2 separate regions of the Astyanax mexicanus genome follow, and region 1 is linked to region 2. Evidence: chromatin contacts called from public Hi-C data. All regions are on one chromosome and are shown on one strand. The core of a region is the stretch at or near the end of the contact, and the rest is flanking DNA. Distances in the headings are between cores, read along the strand shown. Region 1 holds the start of her6 (hairy-related 6). Region 2 overlaps opa1 (OPA1 mitochondrial dynamin like GTPase).

What was found. Hi-C and Micro-C count contacts between places; a contact is called where the count stands out from the background.
Region 1: a contact with region 2 is called in a Hi-C map of muscle, with 5 times the contacts expected there. The contact joins the promoter of her6 here to the enhancer-like site in region 2. A contact is called at or near these places in 2 of 3 Hi-C or Micro-C datasets (both in muscle).

What each region holds. Positions count from the first base shown.
Region 1 is chr5:19,836,819-19,842,840 of AstMex3_surface, forward strand. her6 (hairy-related 6) reads left to right here and starts at 2,130. Exons shown (of 4, transcript XM_007249064.4): 1 at 2,130-2,533; 2 at 2,713-2,808; 3 at 2,947-3,034; 4 at 3,298-4,136. The coding sequence starts at 2,426. The coding sequence ends at 3,818.
Region 2 is chr5:19,685,920-19,691,997 of AstMex3_surface, forward strand. opa1 (OPA1 mitochondrial dynamin like GTPase) reads left to right here. Exons shown (of 30, transcript XM_049479087.1): 22 at 1-104; 23 at 772-880; 24 at 1,065-1,144; 25 at 1,257-1,397; 26 at 1,864-1,980; 27 at 2,138-2,231; 28 at 2,344-2,454. Among protein-coding and RNA genes, the nearest start is that of opa1, 26 kb to the left of the region's middle. Within about 2 kb of position 4,027, the one cell type or tissue checked has an H3K27ac peak away from gene starts, as active enhancers do.

The DNA.
Region 1 (6,022 bases), core at 880-3,379, 150 kb after region 2:
GCGCGAAGCCCCGGTGCCTCACACACTGTTGCCTCGCATTCCGATAAACACACACACACTCTCTCTCGCCCGCACTCACTCACTCACACACACACACACACATTTCTCCTTCTCGCGCTCGGTGGGCGTGGTTTTCCCAGGCTCTCAGAGCGGCAGCTGCTATTTACCTTCCCTCTAATGTAAACCAGCACCGCCACCCCCAGCCCGGCGGCCAAAACCTCAACCACCGCGCTCATAAAACATCCTGGCACGTGCTCCACATTCACAGCAGCGCTCCGCGCGCCGACACATGTCAAAATGCCAAAAGCTGCGCTGAAAGAAACACAGGGAAGAGAGTGTGTTAGTGAGTGAATGCGTGAGTGTGCCCATCCGGCATTTTAGCCTTTATTCACAGTTCAATCAGCGTCATATCAAGGTTGAATTAACGTTATATTATTATTATTTTTTTTGCTTTGAAAGATAAGTTGTTTAAACATCTTACTTTTCAACGTTTAACAACTACAGATTATGTTGCTCTTTTGGGTATACATAGTGCACTCTTAAAAATTATGATTCTTCGAGGGTTTAGAAGTAATTAAGTATATAACAAATCTTCACCATAAGGCAGTTTGTTAACAAACTTTACTTCAGGTTGTTTAACACATTTCTTGATCATGTTTCTAGAAAAAAATGGCATTATGTTAATTTCACATGAAAGTAAGTTTCAACATTGATTTAGAAGTATTTTGTTAACCTCTTCAAAACCAGTTAGCACCAAAAATGTCTAAACGTTAATTGTTGACATTATTTAAACCACATTTTAATGTTGATGGTCAGCCAGTTGCCAGATGGGTGGGTGGATGGGAAAAATCTAGTTCTAGTAACTGCTGACTTAAGAACAGTTGAAAGTTGAACATTCTCTCCACAACTTTGAAGCACCAGACATCAATCCTTTCAGACTCTCTCTCTATCTCTATTTCTCTCTATCTTTCTATTTCTCTCTTTGCTTCTGTTTATGAATTTTACTCTCTGCAGACGAGTGATTCACTATACTAATAAGGACCAGGTGTGAAATGCAGTCATTATGTGATAAAAGGTAAAAAAAAAAGGCAAGGGAGGAGGGGGGGGGGGTAGTCTCACTCTCAGTTTTCCTGTTTTCTTGTTTTCAGCTCAGGACTTTCACTGGCGTCCTCTTAACAAGCTTAAGAGCATGATGTAAACAGATAATTAAATTAGAAAAACAAGTTAAAATTGTTATAATTGCTCTAAACAAATTTGACAGAAGCCACTATCCTAAATGACTGATGTGTTGCAGTTCCTGAACCTAGGGCAGACAAATGCAACAACACGAGATAAAGAAAGATGCTAAAGCAGTTTGACTGAGATCATATTTAAAATAGTCCGTTATTAATACCTGTGAGGTGGTGGTCTCAGTCTTGATCAGGCAGGGTTTACTGACCCACACATGACACGTTAGGCTAATCAGTAGTAAATCGTCACAGTGTCCATAGTGCAATCGTTTAAATTACGTTTGGTAATTTTGCCAGTGTTAAATCAACACTTGAAGTGTTACATATCACTCATAGTGACAATATAACACTAAACGTGTTATGTGTGTGTGTGTGTGTGTGTGTGTGTGTGTGTGTGTGTGTGTTTTCTCGCTCAGTTGTCAGTATTTGAAATGTATAGATAGATAGTGTTGGTCATAACCAGTAGAAGCGACCACCAGCAAAATAGTAGGTATAAAAAATACTTTACTAGCTAGACTGAAACACCCGAATTTACTGTATCACCCCCGATACTCACACCTGCACACACACACTTTCATACACACACACTTTGACTCTGCCTGTGTGTATCTATCTCCTCGCTTACGGTTGAGTGTGTATTGGATCATAAAGTGTGATTCTGTGCTTTTCTGCGGGCTGTTCAGTGTTAATCTGTAAACGGAGCGCAGGGTTGGGGGTCGGGATCCCGGCCGCGCGCCATTGGCCGTCCGCTCACACGGCGCCCGACCAATGGGAGCGCGTCGAGCACGAGCCGTCCTCCCCTCGCGCCGCGTGCGCCGCGCGCTGATTGGTCCAAAGTTACTGTGGGAAAGAAAGTTTGGGAAGTTTCACACGAGCCGTTCGCGTGCAGCGCGGGATATAAATAAGCGCGCGCGGTGCGGGCAGGCGGTCAGTCACTCGCTCAGTCGCTCGCGCGGTCGCTCGCTCAGTGCTGCTGGCAAACGGCGAGAGCAGGAGCCGTGACATCGTCACCACGAGCTGTTTAACTCAGGACGCTGCGACGGGACTTTTCTCTTTTTTTAAGACCCACTGTTACGCGGTCTGGACTTGTAAATAAATACGAAAAGCACGCGCAGCGCTGTCTGCCACTGAAGACTGAACACTCGCGAAGGATTTCTCTTCTTTTTCCACGGTTTTCGGGGATATTGCAGCAAAAGATGCCGGCTGACATGATGGAAAAAAACTCTTCATCCCCGGTGGCCGCGACCCCGGCGAGCATGAACACCACGCCGGATAAGCCCAAGACAGCCTCCGAGCACAGAAAGGTAAGCTACGCGTGTTTTTTTTTTTTACCTCTTACAATGTTGTGTGATTGTGCATGTGGTCTGAAATTATTTAAGCGAAATAAATATCATACCAGACTACAGTCCAAACGCGCGTCTAAAGCACCACCTGATACTTTTACTCGCTTTTAACACATTGTCTTTTTTTCTCACTTTTATAGTCGTCCAAACCCATTATGGAGAAAAGGAGACGAGCCAGAATCAACGAAAGCTTGGGACAACTCAAAACGCTAATCCTGGATGCTCTGAAAAAAGATGTAAGTATGTGACCTGAACCAAGATGCTATTAGTTCACCGCTAAGTCATTCTGAATATATACACTATGACGGCTGTCTATGTTTAGCAAGCTACGTCTTCTCATTTACTGATCGTTCTCTATGCTCGTTTCCCTTCAGAGCTCCAGACACTCGAAACTGGAGAAGGCGGATATCCTGGAGATGACTGTGAAGCACCTCCGAAACATGCAGCGAGCACAAATGACTGGTGAGTACCTGCTCCACTAAATATTAGCTTTTTAGGCCTACCTTTATAGCAGCCTATTGCAGCCTTCTGTTGGAACGCTTTGTAGGATATTTACATGTATACATCAACCTTTCCTACTCATGGAATTTACAATTTAGAGAACTTTAAAGACTTTTCCATCTTAAACTTACCAACCACAACTTATTAGGTTGTATCTGTGGTTTATTTGTTAAACAAGCCCTGTTCAGTAGACTGACCCCAAGTCTCTCTTGTTTTCCCAACAGCTGCTCTGAACACAGATCCCACCGTTCTTGGAAAGTACAGGGCTGGATTCAGCGAGTGCATGAACGAGGTTACCCGATTCCTGTCCACCTGCGAAGGGGTTAATGCCGAGGTCAGGACGCGGCTGCTGGGTCACTTAGCCAACTGCATGACGCAGATCAACGCCATGAACTACCCCACGCAGCACCAGATAGCTGCTGGCCACCCGCACCCGACCTTCGCCCAGCCCATGGTTCAGATCCCCGGTGGAACACCACAGGCCAACGTGCTGCCTCTCAGTGGAGTACCCTGCAAAAGTGGGTCCTCATCCAACTTGTCACCCGAAGCCACCAAGGTGTACGGAGGATTCCAGCTCGTACCAGCAACAGATGGACAGTTTGCCTTTTTGATTCCCAACGCCGCGTTTGCACCCAGTGGTCCTGTAATCCCAGTATATGCCAACAACTCCAGCACACCCGTTCCAGCGGCAGTATCTCCAGGCGCACCTTCAGTCACCTCAGACTCTGTGTGGCGGCCTTGGTAGACCTTAAAAGACTCCTAAAAAGAGACTTCTAAAAAAGACTCTTAACTGTTGACACTTGTTCTGTTCGTTTAAACGTTTTATTTCTTATTTTGGTCTTTTTGTATGGAAATGTGTTTAAGAAGAGATTTATGCACTATATTTGTACAGCGCAAAAGGGAGAAAAGTTCATATTGAAATAAGATTTGTATTGTTGATGTTTGTTCATTGCATTTTTTTATATTTGCGGTATCTTTTCTAACGTTGATGCCAAAGATATGTTGAATGCTTTTGCAGAATTCTTCGTTTTGGAAGATTAATAAATTTGTAAAAAAAAAAAAAGTTTTTCCTGGTCTTAATAATGCATGGAAACAGCCACTCTTTTCTTGTATAGTGTGTGGAAGAACCTGAATAATTGAAGTAGTAAGTGTAGGCCTACGCTACATAACAAAAAAAACATTCTGACAGGGCCTAATAATAATAACAGCACAGAAGCCAGAACAGATGGGAGGTTAACAAATGTACATGAAATAGTTTAAAATCTAAACACAGCTTTAACTGTCCCAAAGTCAGGGTCTGTTGAATGGATTCCAGTAGAGTTTCTGTGAACCTAAGTGTTAAGATGATACTCTTCAACACAACATTGCTGACAAAAAAAGGGCCTACCGTATATATGATTACTATGGCGTTAGACTGAGGCTTGGTGGGAATAATTTATTCAAACACTTGTTTGAGCATTTGATCTATTTATAAATATTTATATGTATACAACATATACAACTGCATAAAATCCAAAAAAGCTGACATGACCTATCAACAGCAGATTAATCTCTGTTTGAAAATAAGGGCTTTGCAGTTTATTAAGCTGAAATGTCGATCCTCTAGTATTAAGTAATGAGAGGAAAGAGGAAAGCAGAAACTTGGCTCACATACAGCCCTGCATCCTGAAAGCTGGAAAGCGCTACTTCATTACAAAGCCAACAAATGAGCCAATTTGAACAATGGAGTTCCTCTGGATTCCATTACATGGCCACATAGCGCCATCTAGCAGCAAGGATGAGCACTGCACCCCAATCAGAACACAAGCAGAACATGAGCACAGTAGAACAATCTGAAAAAGCATGTACAAAATTAATTGATCAATTTGATATTTAAATAGGAATGTGTACATGGGAAATGTGAGTTTTACTAGTTTTACTTGTTAGCAGGCTTTTTTCATAAAAAAAAAAATATATATATATTCCATTAAGAAACACAGATAAACAGCACTTTGGTAAAAGTATAGATATTAAAGTTTAATTAATTTTATCTTTTTTTTAGCGTCTGAGGTGGTGGTGTGAAGTATTACATCTAATGGAAAGTAACTGACACAAATTGCACAAATTATCACAGTTTCACAGTTTTACACTGATATGAAATTGAATAGATAATTAAATTAATTATAATGCACAGCAATGTTAATGCGTATTAAGAAAAAGAAAATGTTTATGGTTGTAAGAAAAAGAGAAACCTCACAGTCTTTAACTAATACTTTACAAGAAATACATTTTAGTGCTTTTTGTAACAAGAGTATACACATATCATTTCAACAGTAAATTAATTAAATACAGATCATAGATCATTCAAGGTAAAACTTAACTCAACAATTGTTTAAGTTGTTTAACTACTAATTACTATCTTATATCTTTTTCATATTTCTTAAACATCACTTTAACCATTGGTGGTGGTAAAACTGTATTTAAAAAAAAAGAGTGAAACCTTAGTTTGGTGCAACTTTTGCTACTTGCTGCTACTACTTAGTTCGCCAGGTGTGCGTTGCCTTCAGCCATTCCAGTGTGGTCAACCTTGGGAGGGGGCATTCCAGTTGTTTGCAATTACTAGTCTGCTAAGAGGCACAAAGTGTGGATAAGTGTGTTCATTCTGAATTTCCATCACACCTTTTTTTTTTTAACAATGCCAGGCCAGAGAGATTGAAACCACATGTGAGAGGGAAGTCTTTGAGGACAGGCGTGTCCAGGGCTGAGGTGAGAAAGAAGGCCTGTGTGCCTGATATGGGGGTAGTCCATGAGATTCCTGCACACACCTGCCATAATATAGACAGTCTAACCAAAGCCTGTATTACTGAAACAGTCAGTTTAGACTTTACTGAACCAGGAAGATGAAAATTTTTACTCCTTTTTTAATGTTTTTAAATTAAATGCAATTACAGGGAGTTTCTATTTCTATTC
Region 2 (6,078 bases), core at 2,777-5,276:
ACAAAGGAAAAGATCAGGATGACATCTTTGACAAGCTGAAGGAGGCTGTTAAAGAGGAGAGCATTAAACGGCATAAGTGGAACGAGCGAGCCATGGACAGCTTGGTAATAATTTTTTTTTCTACTTTTTTGTTTAATTACTTGCTTACCCATCTCTACTGGTTTAGAGCTGTGTTGCCTCATTTAAAATCATATAAGGATAAATTTAGCAATAACGATACTCTTGGCGATATGACGAAACATTAAATTAAAGACATTATTTCAATAATGCAATACTGCAGCAAACATAAAATGATATAACTGAGATTTTAAAAATTACAAGAACTTTATCAGATTTGTAACGGGACTCAATGATACAGAATGTCATGATACTAATAATGCACTCCATATATCTACATATATCCAAAGCTGAAGTAAAATTAAAGGAATGATTAATAATGGGGAAATGAGGAAAATGTGAATGTTTCTTTTGCTAAAAACAGCAAAATAGTATTACCCTGCTGTGATAATTAGGAGTGGATGATATGGCACAATATTTCAGGGTATAATATCGTTCACAATATTTAAAAATGTTAATGATATTGCTTAAGAGACGATTTGGCACACCCCTATTTCTTGTAACTGATACCATAACTTGATCTACCTACTGCTTTTTTTCTTTGTAGTATGTAGTATGTTACACCATCTTACCTTGACATTTAGCTCTGTTTCTATGAAGTTAATCAACACTAAACGATTAACAGAAGTAATTTCCTTTCTTTTTTTGTTACAGCGAGTGATCCAGCACAATGCTCTTGAGGATCGCTCCATCACGGACAAACCTCAGTGGGATGCTGCTATCCAATTTATGGAGGAGACGCTGCATTCTCGCCTTAAAGACAGTGTGTTCCACATTTTCTATCTGATTTACTCAGCTCCACATTTAAGCAATTTCCCCATTTTCAATTCTCTGCTCTGCTTGGAGTTGTGCTTAACTTTTTGTTGTTTTTGTTTTGTCACCTTTATTTTCCTGCCCCAATCTTCTCTCTCTCTATCTCTCTCTATCTCTCTCTCTCTCTCTCTCAGCTGAGTCAGTAATCTCAGACATGGTAGGGCCAGACTGGAAGCAGAGATGGATGAACTGGACGAATCGCACATCAGAGCAGGTTCGAAAGATTCCTTCCTCTCTTAGCAACTTATTTGTGCAAGTCTTAAAGTTACTTTAGTATTTGACAGTGTCATATTAAACAGATGTTAATAGTGTGAATGTTCTCACAGCACGTCCGCAATGAAACCAAAAATGAGCTGGAGCGACTGCTGAAGTTGCACGAGGACCACACTGCTTATCTTGCCAATGACGAAGTCACCACTGTCCGCAAGAATCTAGAGGCTCGAGGTGTCGATGTGGATCCTGTGCTGGTCAGTGAGATCTAACTACAGAAAACTTAACACTGTTCTCTGTTATATACAGTACACACTTACTGAGCATAATATTAGGAATAGCTGTGCCCCTGCTAGTCAGCCAATTGTTTGGCAGCAGTGCAGGGTAAAAAAAACTGACCATCAGAACTGGGGCAAAGATTTAGTGATTTGGCCATGGCATTATTGTATATAATGACTAATTACTATTTTGAAACTGCTGATCTTCTTAGGTTTTTAAGCACAGGATTCTCTTCAGTTTATTCAGACTGTGAGTTAAGAACAGAAAGCTGAGGCTGCAGTAGGCACAGTTGAATGTAGAGTGTTTTGTACATGTGATGTAATCATGTCAGCATGCAACACAACACAACATCCAGAAATGTTTAAATATTTTGTGAAAGGAAAAATGCCCTACTGGTATTTGTACAGCGTATACTACCTATACTAGCGTATACTTTTTCTATAGATCAAGGACACGTGGCACCAACTCTACCGACGTCACTTCCTGCAGAAGGCTTTGTTCCACTGTAACCTCTGCCGACGAGGCTTCTACTATTACCAGAGACACTTCGTAGACTCAGAGGTAAGAATAAAGTGTCTTGTTAGTGATGTACTTTGAATACATTTATGGATAAAGTCTATTGGTTTGTACTGTTTACTGTGCTTTGAATACAAACATGCATTTGAATTGAAATGTAAATTTGAGAGTTTTATAACTGTGGTTTGCACATCTGTTGTAGCTTGAGTGCAATGATGTGGTTTTGTTCTGGAGGATCCAGAGGATGTTGGGCATCACAGCCAACACTCTCCGACAACAGCTCACCAACACTGAGGGTATGTATGAACAATCGTATGCTAGTTGTTTTATGTGCGTCTAGAAATGAACCTTCCCTTTTCTGTATGATCATTTTTAACAAGGCTTGATGTGACTTTGACCACTTTTCAGTACGGCGCTTAGAGAAGAACGTGAAAGAGGTGCTAGAGGACTTTGGGGAAGACACAGAGAAAAAAGTGCAACTGATCACAGGCAGGAGAGTTCAGCTGGCTGAAGACCTTAGTAAGTGAATCACAGCATCTCACACAGTACCTTATTCCTTTGCACAAAAGCAGGGGGGTCTTTAAACTTTTTTTTTTTACTGAAGAGAGTAAGTCATTTTAGACCTGCTGTGTTAGCCTGACAAGTCTGGTGGTCTTTCATCTATTCTTTTAACACCTTAACATGTAGATGTATAGTGCTTACCACTAGAGGGCAATACTGTTCTGAAAACTAGATTTTCCTAGCAAAGTCCATTCTAGTCATTTTCAGTGGCAGTAATTGTGTTTTGTCACATTTTTGTGGTATAGCTTTCATATTGTATGACAGAGTATTCTGTATATGAAACTGCACATTTTTGACTTCTCTTAAAGGTCATCAATTTACTTTTATATACTTGTTTAAGTGTTTTCTGACATGTATTATCTAATGTGTGTGAAGCTATTACAGTTTTTTTTTTTACATTAACACTTTTTAAGTTTGTTCCTTATAGAGCAACACTGGAAACTTACTGACATTGTGACATTGGGATATTGTGTACACATATATATTGCGACATAAAAAGCGTGGTTTATTGTGGTATATTTTTAATTGTATGATCTTGCACATCCTGCGATATGACTATTGCGCATTAGCGCATAATGATGATGGTGCTGAAACAGCATACAGCTCTGGAAAAATATATACATATAATATAATCAAGAGCAGGATGGATGATCAAATCCATCAAACCAAGCCGAAAAGCTTACATTTTTGCACCAGGAGTGGCATAAAGTTAACCAAAATCAGTGTGTAAGACTGGTGGAGGAGAACATGCCAAGATGCATGAAAACTGTGATTAAAAACCAGGGTTATTCCACTAAATATTGATTTCTGAACTCTTAAAACTTTATGAATATGAACTTGTTTTGTTTTCTTTATTTAAGGGTCTGAAAGCTTTTTTTTTTTATTTCAGCATTTTTCATTTTCTGCAAATAAATGCTCTAAATGACTGTTTTAATTTTGGAATTTGGGAGAAATGTTGTGTGTAGTTTATAAAATAAATCAACAATGTTAATTTTACTCAAACGTATACTTATAAATATCAATATCAGAGAAACTGAATCAGAAACTGAGGTGGTCTCTTAATTTTTTCCAGAGCTGTACTGTGCAGCCCTAGTTCCCACTAATGAGCTTTATTGTTGTCTAATTTATTTCCCTTTGTGCAAAAAAAAAAACTCGTTCTTTTGCTTTTTTATTGCATGCTTCTTTTAAGTGGTTCTGATTGCAAAGAATGCCTTGATTTTTCACCTTCCATTTCATTCCATACCTTTTTTTTTTTTTTTTTCTCTCTCTTGGATCTTGAGTCCTTAATTGCCATTCAGAGTGACAGAGAGTGAGAGCGTGCGAAAGAGAGAGAGAGAGATCCTGGCTGCATGCTGCCTGCCGCCTGTCATGTCCATAGCCTTGGTTACTGTAAAACAGCCTATTGATTAGAGTAGCAATTTACAGAGGCAACGCTGACATGCCCAGACTTGAGCACATGCATACACAGCACTTGCGACCGGCTGAGTGCCGCTATTGCTCTGATAACAAGAGAGCGAGGTAACGATGCCGACGCCCAAATTAGTGTGCACCCACAGACAGTAAAAACACAGGCAAAGCGGCCTCTCTGCACACTCCTGTGTTTGGGTCGTAAAGAGTGACTCTTTCTCTTCAGTGATGAATTGCCTGGCTGCTGGAGAACGGCCCATTGTTAAGAGATCTCTGTGAGCACTCGGTGGAAAAGACAGCTCAGTGTGTTAGTGAGGAAGTGCTCTCTTTAACGTTACAGCAGGCAGGTCAGCGCTTTAAAGTAGTGGCTGCAGTAGAGTTGCATGACTTGTCTGCTTCTTTTCTGTGGGTTTCACAGCCCTGGTTGGTACAGCTCTAGTTAAGGCTATTGAAGTTTGTAGGTAATATTTTTCAAAATATACATTTCTATAAATTGTGTTGCAGGTACATATAGAAACACATAAAATAATTTAAATAATGTAAATTCTAAAGCTTTCCAGGTGTGTAAAGCCTGATCTTGTTCTGATTCTTTGTTTCATGGTAGCAAAGCTCCCCCTCTGCTATTCTTCATTATCAAACCAGCCATGATTCTTATTGTGCATATAAGGCTCCTTTATAAAGGGTTTATAAGCAGTCTATAAGGTAGTTTATTCATGTGTATTAATTAGGTTGTAAATATTTATATAATATAAACCATTAATAAGTAGTAACAACACATACAATATATCCTACTTTATTTTTTTTTTTAAATAATATAGAAAGTCAGTTTACTTATAGTGTTATTTTATGTTAATATACACCACATTTAATCCAAGTTTAATCTTGGTATTTAAAATTAATAATGTATGCTAATGCTGACTAATGAAACAGACAAAGTAAAATAAGCATCCAGAAAGATGTGAGGTTTAACAGTATAAATGAATGTGAAATCACTTTTTTTTCAAACAGGCCACTGTTGTCCTTTCTTTGAATGTGTTGTACCGTAACTCTTTATTAATAGTTTGTAACGTATTTATAACCTAATTAATTACATTAATAAACTTCTTTATGAACTACAGTATTTAACAGTGAAACATGAAACCAAGAAGGTCATTTTAAATGAATTATAAGATTAAAACTATAGACTGATCACTAAAAATAAGTGATTTTTCTTGTGATTACTAATAATAATTTATAGCACATAATACCAATTTAATCCTCAGTTATTTAGGCTGTTTTGGGTATCAACTGAAAGTCAGCATTAAGGTACACTTATCAAATCAGGGGCCAAACAACTAGATCAAGACATCCTTACTTTAAATGTGTCTCATAGGATTAGAATCAATATATCTTGTTTTGTAATGAAGTGATTTAATCTTATTGCAAATAATTTAAAGTGTTATCACAAATATATTGTTTTTCTGTTTTTTGTTGTTGAAAAGATTACATATTTGTCTATTAGCTATGTGTTGATATTGAAATGTTGAGTAATTTAAAATTACTAGAACCTTTAGGTATCTAGTTTGTGGTATTAATATGTACATTGTTTAAATTGTCTTAATTAAACTAGACCAGTTTGTTGATATGTCAAATACATAATTGCTATTTCCAACTTTTAAACTGTAGTTTAGTTCTGATCTGAAAGCTCAATCAGTTAATAAATATTTGAGCATTTTGATTTTATATATCAACACAATTGTTTAATTTTATTGTATAAAAATCTAAAATTCACTTTATGATGTAGTCAACTAATGGCAGTTAGTAGATACAAATGAAATAGAGTTGTGGGGTTGCTAGGAATGGAGATGAAACTATTTTTGCACTTTATAAAACTTTATAAACTTTATAAGCTTTACAGCATTTTGGCCACAATAATAATCCAATGTATAGATGAGTTCTCTTTGCCTATTGTCTAGAAATACTAACCTATTTTTGACAGCACCTGTTTTATAATTGGCTTTTCACATATAGTAGTGGTTCTGTGAATTCAGCAACGGTTTGAGGGTTTGTATGAAATTCAAAGGATACAATAGATTAGAGGCAACAAGCAAGAAAAAAAAAACACTAGTGGAAACAATTTACTGGGCAAACAAAGATGTGTTGGCAGACACAGTGGTCAACCTGTACGCTGCTGCT